Linked DNA regions of Zea mays: regions 1, 2 and 3 are each linked to region 4. A link is a contact called in public Hi-C data. All regions are on one chromosome and are shown on one strand. Each heading gives the region's core, a stretch centred on a gene start, on an enhancer-like site or on the middle of the called end of the contact. The rest is flanking DNA. Distances are from core to core; before and after follow the strand shown.

Region 1 (2,700 bases), core at 142-2,641, 590 kb before region 4:
TACTATACAGGGTGCAGTAGCGCCCATCAAAGATAGATCATTTGATCATATTGTATATCAATATACACCGCAACACATATGGCATAGGGTATTATCTCGCATTAAATGTTCGAACATGTATAAATCTTTGAGTCTCTTGTGCACTTATCTTCAATTTTGGGTCTCACAATCCATCCTATAAATTTATTGCCAAATATTACTCGACACACACACACATGCACTCTTTAGCAATTACCGACCGGACGAAGCTTCACATATAGTGACAAACAGCACTGCGCCACCCACACATACACACACATATGTATCATTTGTACATTTCCTTTTCATTTTATTTTAAAATAAAAATTGACATGTATATCTGGGCTAGCTCAATATGGCACGACCCAATAAAGCAAAACCCTAATTATGAGGTGTGTTGTACCAGCCCGTGAGCTGAGCCGTCGGTCGACGACACAGCCCACAAATACTTAAGTGTGTCAGACCAACCCATATAAACAGAACAGTAATACAGAGCCATTCATTCATTTAATAAAACAAATCACATCAAATAAAACATAAACATAATTACAGAACATGATTAAAATAAAATCGAGTTGTTTTGTGGCTGCTTGGTTAGAAACCTTTAATCGGAAGAAAAAAAGGTGTGCAATCAACTAAAAAATGTTTAATATTCACTAGTCTTCGATGGATCATAGTTAAATAGATTATGACAGACCAACCGGTATGCTAAAGTTAAGATCTCAGGCAAAGTCCACACATTGTGTCGTGCTATCTCGTAGTCATAATTAATTTGGACTGTGAAGCTTGGATCGTGCCTCTAATTTCGTGCTTTTGTTCCAAATGTACATGTATAACCAGGAAGGGGAAAAGCTACTACTTGTGAATTATTGTACCCGTTCATAATTCTTATTGCCGAGAGAAACGGATGGAGTACACGTTGGAGTTTATAGTGTGTTTGGTTTGACAAATGAAGTGATCCATCTTCTTCTTATTCCTCACTTTTTTATTTGGTTTGTGTAATATAATGAGTTGATCCATCACCATTTCATTCCTCGTGAGCTAATAATTAATATATACATGAGGAGTGGGTTGATTCCACTAACATTAATGTAATGAACTTATGATGCATCACCTTATAAATTATAGAGTGACTCAACAAATCAAACATAACAGTAGTGGATGAGGCAGCACAGCAGTAGGCTTGACGACGAACAAGATGAGGAAACACGAGACTGGAACTGAAACTGCTTTGATTCTCTGCCGCGGTTTTCCAAATCTGCTCCTCGTCTGTTTCCAACCGCAAAAATATGCACCTACATCAATGCATCCGTCCAATTGTCTTTATTCCATTTCATTTCAAGCCCATCATCCACTTTCTCAGATGCATACGACTCCCGCGGCCCCGGCCTCCGGTGCATAAATTGTGTTAGGCCCGCCAATGGCCCACCATCCTCCCTCGTTTCCTGGCTGCCCGCCTGCCTGTTTCAGAAGAAAAAAATATCGGCACCGCGTCCTGTAGGGATTGAAACGGGACAGGTATATTAAATATGGGTAACAAAATAACCTGAATTTTTTGACACAGACATAGATATTTTTGTTATCGAGACAGATTACTACCCGAATAATATACATCTAGATATGAATAGGATAAAGAATCATTATTATCCGGTAAATACTTGCAAACCTCGGGTTGAATATGGGTACCGTATGGTCGGGTACCTGGGTGACTTCGTAAGCTGACCTCTATCTTCAAACATACGGTGAGAACAAGAACTCGGGTGTGGGCGATGCGCCAATGCGTGCATGACTTTGTGATTAATAAATGTTTCCATTAAAGGTGAATGGAATATAAAAATTCCCGTGCTGTTACGAATTAGTTATAAATTATGTGGCTGTTAATTTGTACGCTCGCTATAATTTATGTGGAAGGGACTGCTTTGGAATACTTGTGGACGTACGCTAGTCAAAGGTTTAAAATGTCAGCTCATTTAGATGGAGATAAAAAAAAGAATCATGTCTCTATCAATACTAGGAGCAAAGAACACTTTAACCTGTTAATTAATATCAACTATCTACTATTTATTGTGGCTTATGCTTTAAAGAGGGTATACGTCGCTGATTTTTTTTAAATGTATTGTTTTATAATGTAACTTTGAGTGGTATGATGTCAACTTTATCGATATAATTTTTTATGTTTGATATATATATATATATATATATATATATATATATATATATATATATATATATATATATATATATATATATATATATGATTATATATTTATTATTTTATTGGTTTGTTGAACGGTTAGACAATTAATATTATTAGGACGAACTATCCGAAAAATATCCGTTATCTACCCGAGGAATATCCGATATTTGTTTCTTATCTGTCCGAATTATTACCCGATTTTGTCCTCTATCCGTCCCAAATTTTAGTTACCCGTATCCGATTCTATATCCGAGATAACTATATTATTAGAGTAGGATACAAGATGATCTTGTATCCAGCTGTATCTGTCATATTTTCACCCCTATTCTCCGGTTCTCAGATGCCTCGGCACCGATTTTCAGTCACACAAAGCTGACCGATTACTTGGCTAGATGAGAGTATCCATTTTCATAATCAGATTGTGGTTGGCAAGATGACAGTATTCATTTTCATGGCGACCGATTCTTCTTCTTGGCAACCTTATT
Region 2 (2,700 bases), core at 45-2,544, 720 kb before region 4:
AATTCCATAGATTGTTTCCCTCGAATACCAGAGTCAAATGCCTAGCTGACGCTGGAATGTTTTTGACACGTATGCTCACACAATTGTATATTGGTGTGAATTGGTCCTTTAATCATTTGCAGTGTTGATGTTTCTGGCCGTCGGGAAATGAGATCCTTTTTCAATGGCATTGTGAGATTGCAGGTGTGCATCACTTCGTGAGCCATAGCTTTTTATTTTTGTTTTTAGTAAGAGCTTCTTCTTGCTATCAATGCTATACAGCGATGTATCTGCTATATCAGAATATTTTGTGCCAGTAGCAGTAACTTCATTTTTTTGTTGTCCATATTTTTCATTTATGTCGGTGATTTGTCCGTCCAGATTTATTTCTCATCTAGATTTTTTTTTGTTTTTTGACTGATTTTGGACTCTAAAACTCCAATAATCTAATATATTCGAAATTAGACTTTTTAATATTAATTAAATTTTATCATTGTACATTAATGTAAGATTATCATAGTCATTTGTTTATGATATAAATATTTTTAACATTTTATATGATGTACTTTAGTTTTTAGTATATTATTTAATGTTTAAAATCACTTGTAATTAGCGAGATGACGGAATCGCCTAATTGACACTGTAGACAACTTTGGTTTCGTGTGAGAGGAGTTTGTTTTTCCTACATGAATATTTGACCGGATCAAACCCTAGCTATATATAAAGGGAGCTGTTTCTTGCAGCTTTCATTCGCGCATGGATTTCGCGATGGTTCCTATTGTGTTCAGCTGATTTTACAAGAAAATAAAAAAAAATTAATGTAATCAAAGGAGCAGATATAAGGAGCGGCATAAACGAAAAAAAATTGACAAGAAAAAAACAAATCAGCGACAAAGACAAAAAGTATTGAACGCACACAATGGAGCTCAAACCCTCAACCTCAAGGTTAAGAGCCTTGCGCTCTACCGACTAAGCTAGACGAGCTTTGTGATTACACTTTCAAGCTCAGTGTCATAGATCTTGACGCCGAGCTTGGTGCCACGTCAGCGCCACGTCGTCTGGGTTGTGCCAGCGCAGTATGTACCTTGGCGCCATAGGCTATGGCGTCGAGATGTGTTACCTCGGTGCCATAGGCTATGGCGCCGAGGAGAGGGTTCAAAAATGACATTAAATTTTTTTAAGATTTAAACGTGAATTTTTTTTCCGATAATGAGACAAAATTAAAAAAAAAGTCGGACGCAGGGCAGCAGGGCGTGGTGGTGGCTGGCTCGGGTGGACAGGTGGACACGCCTTGTTAGCCTTCTATTTGGCCTGTGCTTTCGTGTAAGTGGGCCAGACCATCTAAACCCAAGACTCAACGGCGCCCAAGAGTGCCCAACCAGTGTTATTACAGGCCACATTTCTAAGGGCCTCAGAGAGCCATTGGTGAGCAGCACAATGTCCATCTACACTTTTTTGCTCCTATTCCATACTCTCCACGTTCAGAGTTAAAAGCAAAGCAATTGTAGGTATTTACGAATAGTAAATTAGGCTCGCCTAAATACTTTAGCAATAGTTAGGCTTCAACGGTGACTACTCTAAGTTCCCACAATGAGTCTGTTTGTGTTCAGATTTTTTCTGACCAACTTTTCTAAAAAATCTGGCTATGGAGAAAATCTGGCTGTGGAAAGAATCTCAGTATAGTGTGGACTACATGCGGAGGAAGATGAAGTGGTACAAAGGCTACGGGATCTAGAAAGCGATGAATTTCTACTATCGTGACGACTTGACCGATTTTGTGTTCATGTTGATTTTGGACAGTTTTTATTAAAACGATTTTTATAGAAGCAGGCTGAAAAGATAAAGCGTTTGACAGTCTGCAACAGCTTTTGGTGGCCAGAAGCTAAAAAATCCAACCAAGCAGGGCTATAGGACTAAACTTTAGCATTTGAGAACTGTTTGGATACAAGTACTAAACTTTAGTATATTACTTCTAATAATGCGGTGTGCAATAAACGAGTGACGATACTAGCTATGCAAAAGCTAGTGGCCCGTGCTTGGAGAGAGAAAGGTGTGTATGGGTGGAGGAGAGGGAAATGGTGTTAGGACCACTTTTAACACAGTTTAACATATTTAGTGGATCTAAAGTGCTAAAAGGTGCTAAACTTTAACACAACTAATTTTTAGTTGCCATGTTTATTTCTTCAATAGCTTAACTTTAGAAAAAAATACAATGCTAAAGGCGAAACAAATGGGCCATAGTCAGGGGCGGACCCAAGGGGGTCCAGGTGGACCACGACACACCCTAAGGCAGGCCCACCCAGACCCCTCCCTAATCGTCCGTTCTAGAGTCTAGACTTCATGGGCATTAGACTCGTTGCTTCATCTTCAATCTCCAATCCTCCATGAGCATGGAGCCACAAACAAGCAGGAGACAGTCAACGCCACCCCACAGCTCGCTCCCTGGACCCTAGCGCCCATCGTCGCCCCTGGCCTTAGCGACAGTCGCCGCCTTCCTGGGCCCTAGCGCGCCGTCAAAATGTGTTGTCACCGTGCCCAGCCAGCCATCCCTATGCGGCTGCGTCGGACCTTCCAGCGGTCAGCCGGCCACACGCCCGATGTCTCATCTTGTGGCGGTCAAGGGGATGTTGATACCCAATTCCCCATTCCCAAGGTTTTTATTGTGAATTGTAAAGCCTAGCGGCTTAACTGTTAGCTTTGAGTGTAAATATATAATGGTTA
Region 3 (2,700 bases), core at 179-2,678, 960 kb before region 4:
CAAGAAGGGGAGAATGATGAGTACATGGGCGTCAACTATATAATAAAAGCCCAATAAATGATAGAGTTCCAAACTCAAGGGGAGTTGAAGTCCAGTTTATTCGTGAATCCAGTTCGGACTGCAGGAGTGGTCCTCACAAGAACAGACGCTCAGGCCACATACAGACCTCGTTTTAGACATTCTAGACATCATTGGAAACCTAAGGATATAAGGTTTCCATATCAATTGATCCCACGTCAAAATACTCTCGGAGCTGATCAGCATTATCGTAACAAAATGATATCCAGAATCTGTCAGAAATCAGCGATGCCTGTTTTTGGGCCTAAAGGCTTTGTACATCCTAGGGTTGCTCAGCCACCCCCTTGGCCACCGCCTGAGTCGAGGACGACTCCAATTCAAGTAGGGTTTTGCTTAGATCATATTTGTCATCGAATAGTATCGACGTTCATCGATTTGTGAGACCCCACCTCTGATCAATGCAGTTTTGATTGCATACTTCTTGTTCTTGCTTGTGTTCTTGATTGCACTTACAGGGATAAGCCTTCGTGGCGAGGTCACTCATGTGTCATGGGTGATAACCAACGGAGCAGTGGTGTAGAGATTGCGAGGATCCGTTTGCTCGAAGGCTTGGATCATCAATGTCGAGATCTCCACCCAATCAAGTTATCATACCTCACGGAAGATCGGACATTGCCATCAATCAGAAAGTTACTGAAGAAATCATGGCTAGCATGTCTATTGATTCTGATGACAGTGCAGAATTCGATTTTGAAGAGGATAAAGCCGACGCTGAAGATCGGCCATCGAAACTGAGCCACATGCACTTCGTCGGGTCAACCATTGTAACACCATAATATCCTATTTTTGGTATTTGGAAAATCCTTCTATAAGATTTTAAATAGATAGACCCTCTTAAATGATTTATTAGGATATCCCTTTTTAATAATAAACTTGGAGATATTGTTGAACAAGAAACTTAAGTTAAAATACCATTTAATAAAGATTATACATTGGGGATTATCTTCTTAAAATAAATAGGTAACAAATGATTGATTAATTGAATTATATTTTAATTAGGTTATACATTCAAAGAGTAATTTTATTTATTTACAAGAATTTTTATGTGTGTGCATCACTAATTTGAAGCCTCTACTTAAATAAAGAAAATAATAAAACATCTAAAATAGATATGAATTGAGTCTCATGCTAATATCCTTTTTATTGTGCATTATAATTGAGTTTATAATTTAAATTTTATATGAATTTAGTTTGAAACTAGAAAAAAATATATAAAAGAAAACATGAATTTAAACAAAAGAAAAAAAAAGAAGAAAGGACACTACCTCGCGGGTCAATTCTACCTTTTGGCCCAGGTTGCCTCGCGTGCGTCGGCCCACCAGCCATTTGGCGCCGATGTGTGGGCTCCATCGGACAGTCTCTCGCCCACAAGATACTACCCGACGCAGCTCACTTCAATGACCGGCTGGGCCCACATCCCAGAGTCCTCTTCCTGTAACAAACTCACGCGGTGCCCATAACAAACCCCACGAGCTCCTCTCCTTGGTTGATCTCCTCGTGACCTCATGCATATATATGTGGCTGCCGTGCCTCGAGACATGGAGATGAAGATACCGAGCACCAAACATGATCCCAAGTCACCACGCCGACGAACAGTGAGGATCGAGTGCCATTGCGTTCGGGTCCTGGTGGTTGGCGGGGAGTTCGTCTGTGCGCTGGGGCTCTGGCAAGCCACGGGAGGTACGACGACGCGCCACTACCCGGCCCTGGAACTCACCCAGGGGGTGCTGCAGTGCATGCCGAAGTGAGCAGTGGGCTAATCGTGCAAAGGAGGTAGTCAGGGTTCGATGGATTGATCACCGGAGCTTACATCTCGTGGGAAGCTTCACTATGCCGACGACCAGCCCTGTCCTCGCCTCTGCCAATGGTGAGACCTCCCATTGTTCTGCTTTGTTTCTTTTTCGCTTAGCATCTTATCGAAGTAGGATTAGAGTGCTGGGTGTCTAGTTCACTCCTGTCAGTGTAAGATCGCCTCTGTTAACACCATTGCCGTCGGGCAATGGCGAGGGGTAGAAGATGAACCTGTGGCCATTGGATCCGAGACTAACGACCTGGATCAGATCATGTTTTCATTAAATCTTGATCGTTGTGATCATAATGGACGACTGAGATTCGAAGTAAAGGTACCGCTTCGATGTTTAAATCCTGGTCGTCAATCAATCCATGGACGACGTACATTATCTCAAACATACCCCTTTGGCCTGATTAAACCAGGGTCGTTGGGATCGGATCCGAGGGCTCAGAGTTTATCATGGCGTGGCGCGTTCTTGACCGTAGATCAGGAATCCTGTGGCAGTGGGTGCATACCGGTTCACATAATGGATGATTTAATCTAGGCGGTCTGATACAGATCTGACGACTCATGATTGCCAATACCCCTTCAGCCGAGCAGATTTACAAAAGAGACCCTCTGTTTTCTCTATTTGAACTCACGATCCGGTGCAATATAAAGAACATTACAAATAAGTCCTAACATTTGCACAGAAGACCCAAAATTCTTGGGTATTAAAAGCTACCACCCAGATTTTCGAGAAAATATAAAATAAATGATTTTTAGGTATAAAAACAACTCTAAAACATAGATAATTCATAACTTTTGCGATTTAACACCGTTTTACTCCG
Region 4 (2,700 bases), core at 149-2,648:
AAATAGGCTATGCACGCATATTATTCTATTTTAAAGAAAGTATAATTCCAATGTAAAACTATGTGTTTTTAGGAAGTAGTTTAACATGATTCTTTTAAGGATATACCTATACACTTCAACTAGAGTTAATTTAGTTTATATAAGTCTCTTTTGCTTAATCTTTTATTACCAAGTATATTTATTTTGGGATAGGTAAACACAAAGGTAACAAGATCCTTATTAAAAGATATTTTTTAAACCAAGATTATGGAGAAAAATTAACAAGTCTCTAAGATAAGATTTTGGGTGTTACATGATTGTCAGTGTGTGATGACCGACAAGTAAGGTCATCCGAAATAGGGTTTGGAGGGCTTTCACATAAGCTAATTCAACGGTGAAAGCAAAGGCGATGATTTATATGGGTTCATATAGTTGGCTAGCGTAATACCTGACGTCTAGTTATTATGTGGGTTTTCTTGTGTTGGATTGTAATATGTAGTAATATGTTGTGTATTGGTTGTCGATCTATGAAGTTATGCCCTCCTTTATACAGTCCAGAAGGCAAGTTTTCTAGTTAGTTAAAATAATATGAATCATAGTAGAATTATAGTGCAGTTAGATGAGTTTTCTTGTATTGAATCATCTTTTATATAGTCCATGAGATAAGTCTTCTAACATGTACTACTATGAGTTCTATTAAAATTATACTAGCATATAGTCTGTGCTAACACTATGATTCTGGGGAAGGGGATCAACGGCGGTGGCGACGACATGAGGGGAGGGGTTGATAGCGGTGGTGGCGCGAGTGAGGGGGCGACGAGGACGCGGGGGAGGAGGAGGTTAGGGGCGGCAAGATCACTGTGATAGAGGGGAAGAGAGGGGAAGAGATGATAGATGATCTAAATAATATTGTTTATTGGATTTGAGTAAGAGAGGAGTTATCTAGCAATCCAAATCATTGGTTTTAATGATGCGTTAAGTCTAAGTGTAAATTATTATGAGTGTGAGTTGAATTGGTTATGTGAGTTTTGCAAAATATATATATATATATGATAAAAGTCTTTGGATTATAAGTTAGAAGTTTTAGTGGAATAGTTTATGAAAAAAAATCTAATTAGACTTTTTCTTTTTTGCAAGGTAACTGGCAACTATGTCCCACGTATAACCTTGTGTTCCTTCCATTTGTTAGGTCGTCTTGTGTTTATCGTTGTGAATAATTTTGAAAATTTTAATTTCGTTGATGAAATAAATAGGAGGCCTTACAGTAGGGAACATAAAATTATACAGTATACAACATATGTATAATTACTTATATAATAATAAAAAAGGAAAAAGAAACGAGGGGAAAAAATCTGTTCACCTCCTTCCCCTGGACCGCGTGGGTAAACAAGAAAGTGATGAAATACGACGTTGGGAGATGTCGTAGGAGACGAAGATTCTATTCGCTTGCTACTTCCCTCTGCTCCTCTGCTACTACTACTTCAGTTCTCGCCTTCTCTTTCTGCCCTCACCTGACTCCTCCCTTCCTGCCATTTCTCTCTCGATAGTCGATACCACCACACCTCCGCTCCCCTCCAAGCCTCTCCTTTTCCTAAGCCCCGACGTCTTCCGACTTCCAGGTCGGTGCCGGGCAACAATAACTTCTTGGTCACCGAGCCAAAAGGGGGTCTTTTCGGTTCTTGCGATCGATTGATGAGCGGCGGGTGGCGGCGATGAGAGCGGATCTCAGCACCATCCAGCAGACGCTCACGCCGGAGGCGGCGGCGGCGCTGGCGCGTGCCATCGACGAGGCTGCGCGGAGGAGGCATGGCCAGACCACGCCGCTCCACGTCGCCGCCGCGCTGCTCGCCGCGCCGGCCGGTCTGCTGCGCCAGGCGTGCGCTCGCGCGGCCGCCGCCGGTGCCGGGCCTGGCGCCGCTGGTAGCGCCGGCGGTGCGCACCCGCTGCAGTGCCGCGCACTCGAGCTCTGCTTCTCCGTCGCCCTCGACAGGCTGCCGGCCGCGGCCTCGGCGGCGGCGGCGGCGGCGTCGCATGCGTCGGGGCCGCCGGTATCGAACGCGCTCGTCGCGGCGCTCAAACGCGCGCAGGCGCAGCAGCGCCGGGGATGCCCCGAGGCCGCGCAGCAGCCGCTGCTCGCCGTTAAAGTCGAGCTCGAGCAGCTCGTCCTCTCCATCCTCGATGACCCGTCAGTCAGCCGCGTCATGCGCGAGGCCTCCTTCTCCTCTTCAGCCGTCAAGACCACCATCGAGCAGTCGCTCGCGTCGCCTTCTCCGCCGCCCTCCGCCGTCTCCACCCCGACCGTCGCCGCGACTACGACCTTGGCCCCGTCCCCTTCTCCGCTCTCACGACTCGGCTCAGCCAACGCCTACATGAACCCTCGCCTCGCAGCCGCCGCAGGCGGTGGCGGGGACGACGCGCGCAAGGTGCTCGACGTCATGCTCAAGCCGGCGCGCCGCAACCCGGTGCTCGTGGGCGACGCCGGGCCAGACGCGGTGCTGAAGGAGGCGGTACGCAGGATCCCGATGGCTGGCTCTCCTTCCCTCGCCGGTGCGAAGGTCTTGCCGCTCGAGAGCGACCTCGCCAAGCTCGCCGGTGACAAAGCCGCCTTGGCGGCGAGGATCGGGGACCTGGGCCCGGTGATCCAGAGGCTCCTCGTGGACCACGGTGCCGTGGTTCTTGATCTTGGAGATCTCAAGTGGCTGGTGGACGGGCCGGCGGCAG

What was found. Hi-C and Micro-C count contacts between places; a contact is called where the count stands out from the background.
Region 1: a Hi-C map of leaf shows a contact between it and region 4, with 7 times the contacts expected there. The contact joins the enhancer-like site here to the promoter of LOC103641087 in region 4. A contact is called at or near these places in 4 of 25 Hi-C or Micro-C datasets (ear, leaf and tassel).
Region 2: a Hi-C map of tassel shows a contact between it and region 4, with 1.7 times the contacts expected there. The contact joins the enhancer-like site here to the promoter of LOC103641087 in region 4. A contact is called at or near these places in 6 of 25 Hi-C or Micro-C datasets (bundle sheath, ear, endosperm and 2 more).
Region 3: a contact with region 4 is called in a Hi-C map of bundle sheath, with 2.2 times the contacts expected there. The contact joins the enhancer-like site here to the promoter of LOC103641087 in region 4. A contact is called at or near these places in 2 of 25 Hi-C or Micro-C datasets (bundle sheath and endosperm).

Annotation. Positions count from the first base shown.
Region 1 is chr10:53,833,815-53,836,514 of Zm-B73-REFERENCE-NAM-5.0, forward strand. No RefSeq gene overlaps it. Among protein-coding and RNA genes, the nearest start is that of LOC103641085, 140 kb to the left of the region's middle. Within about 2 kb of position 1,392, at least 14 of the 20 cell types and tissues checked have an H3K27ac peak or open chromatin away from gene starts, as enhancers often do. A contact at or near this core is called in ear, leaf and tassel, where this site is marked.
Region 2 is chr10:53,702,662-53,705,361 of Zm-B73-REFERENCE-NAM-5.0, forward strand. No RefSeq gene overlaps it. Among protein-coding and RNA genes, the nearest start is that of LOC103641085, 6.3 kb to the left of the region's middle. Within about 2 kb of position 1,295, at least 11 of the 20 cell types and tissues checked have an H3K27ac peak or open chromatin away from gene starts, as enhancers often do. A contact at or near this core is called in ear, endosperm, leaf and 1 more, where this site is marked.
Region 3 is chr10:53,461,278-53,463,977 of Zm-B73-REFERENCE-NAM-5.0, forward strand. No RefSeq gene overlaps it. Among protein-coding and RNA genes, the nearest start is that of LOC542482, 75 kb to the left of the region's middle. Within about 2 kb of position 1,429, at least 17 of the 20 cell types and tissues checked have an H3K27ac peak or open chromatin away from gene starts, as enhancers often do. A contact at or near this core is called in bundle sheath and endosperm, where this site is marked.
Region 4 is chr10:54,419,177-54,421,876 of Zm-B73-REFERENCE-NAM-5.0, forward strand. LOC103641087 (Protein SUPPRESSOR OF MAX2 1) reads left to right here and starts at 1,399. Exons shown (of 3, transcript XM_008664471.3): 1 at 1,399-2,700. The coding sequence starts at 1,692.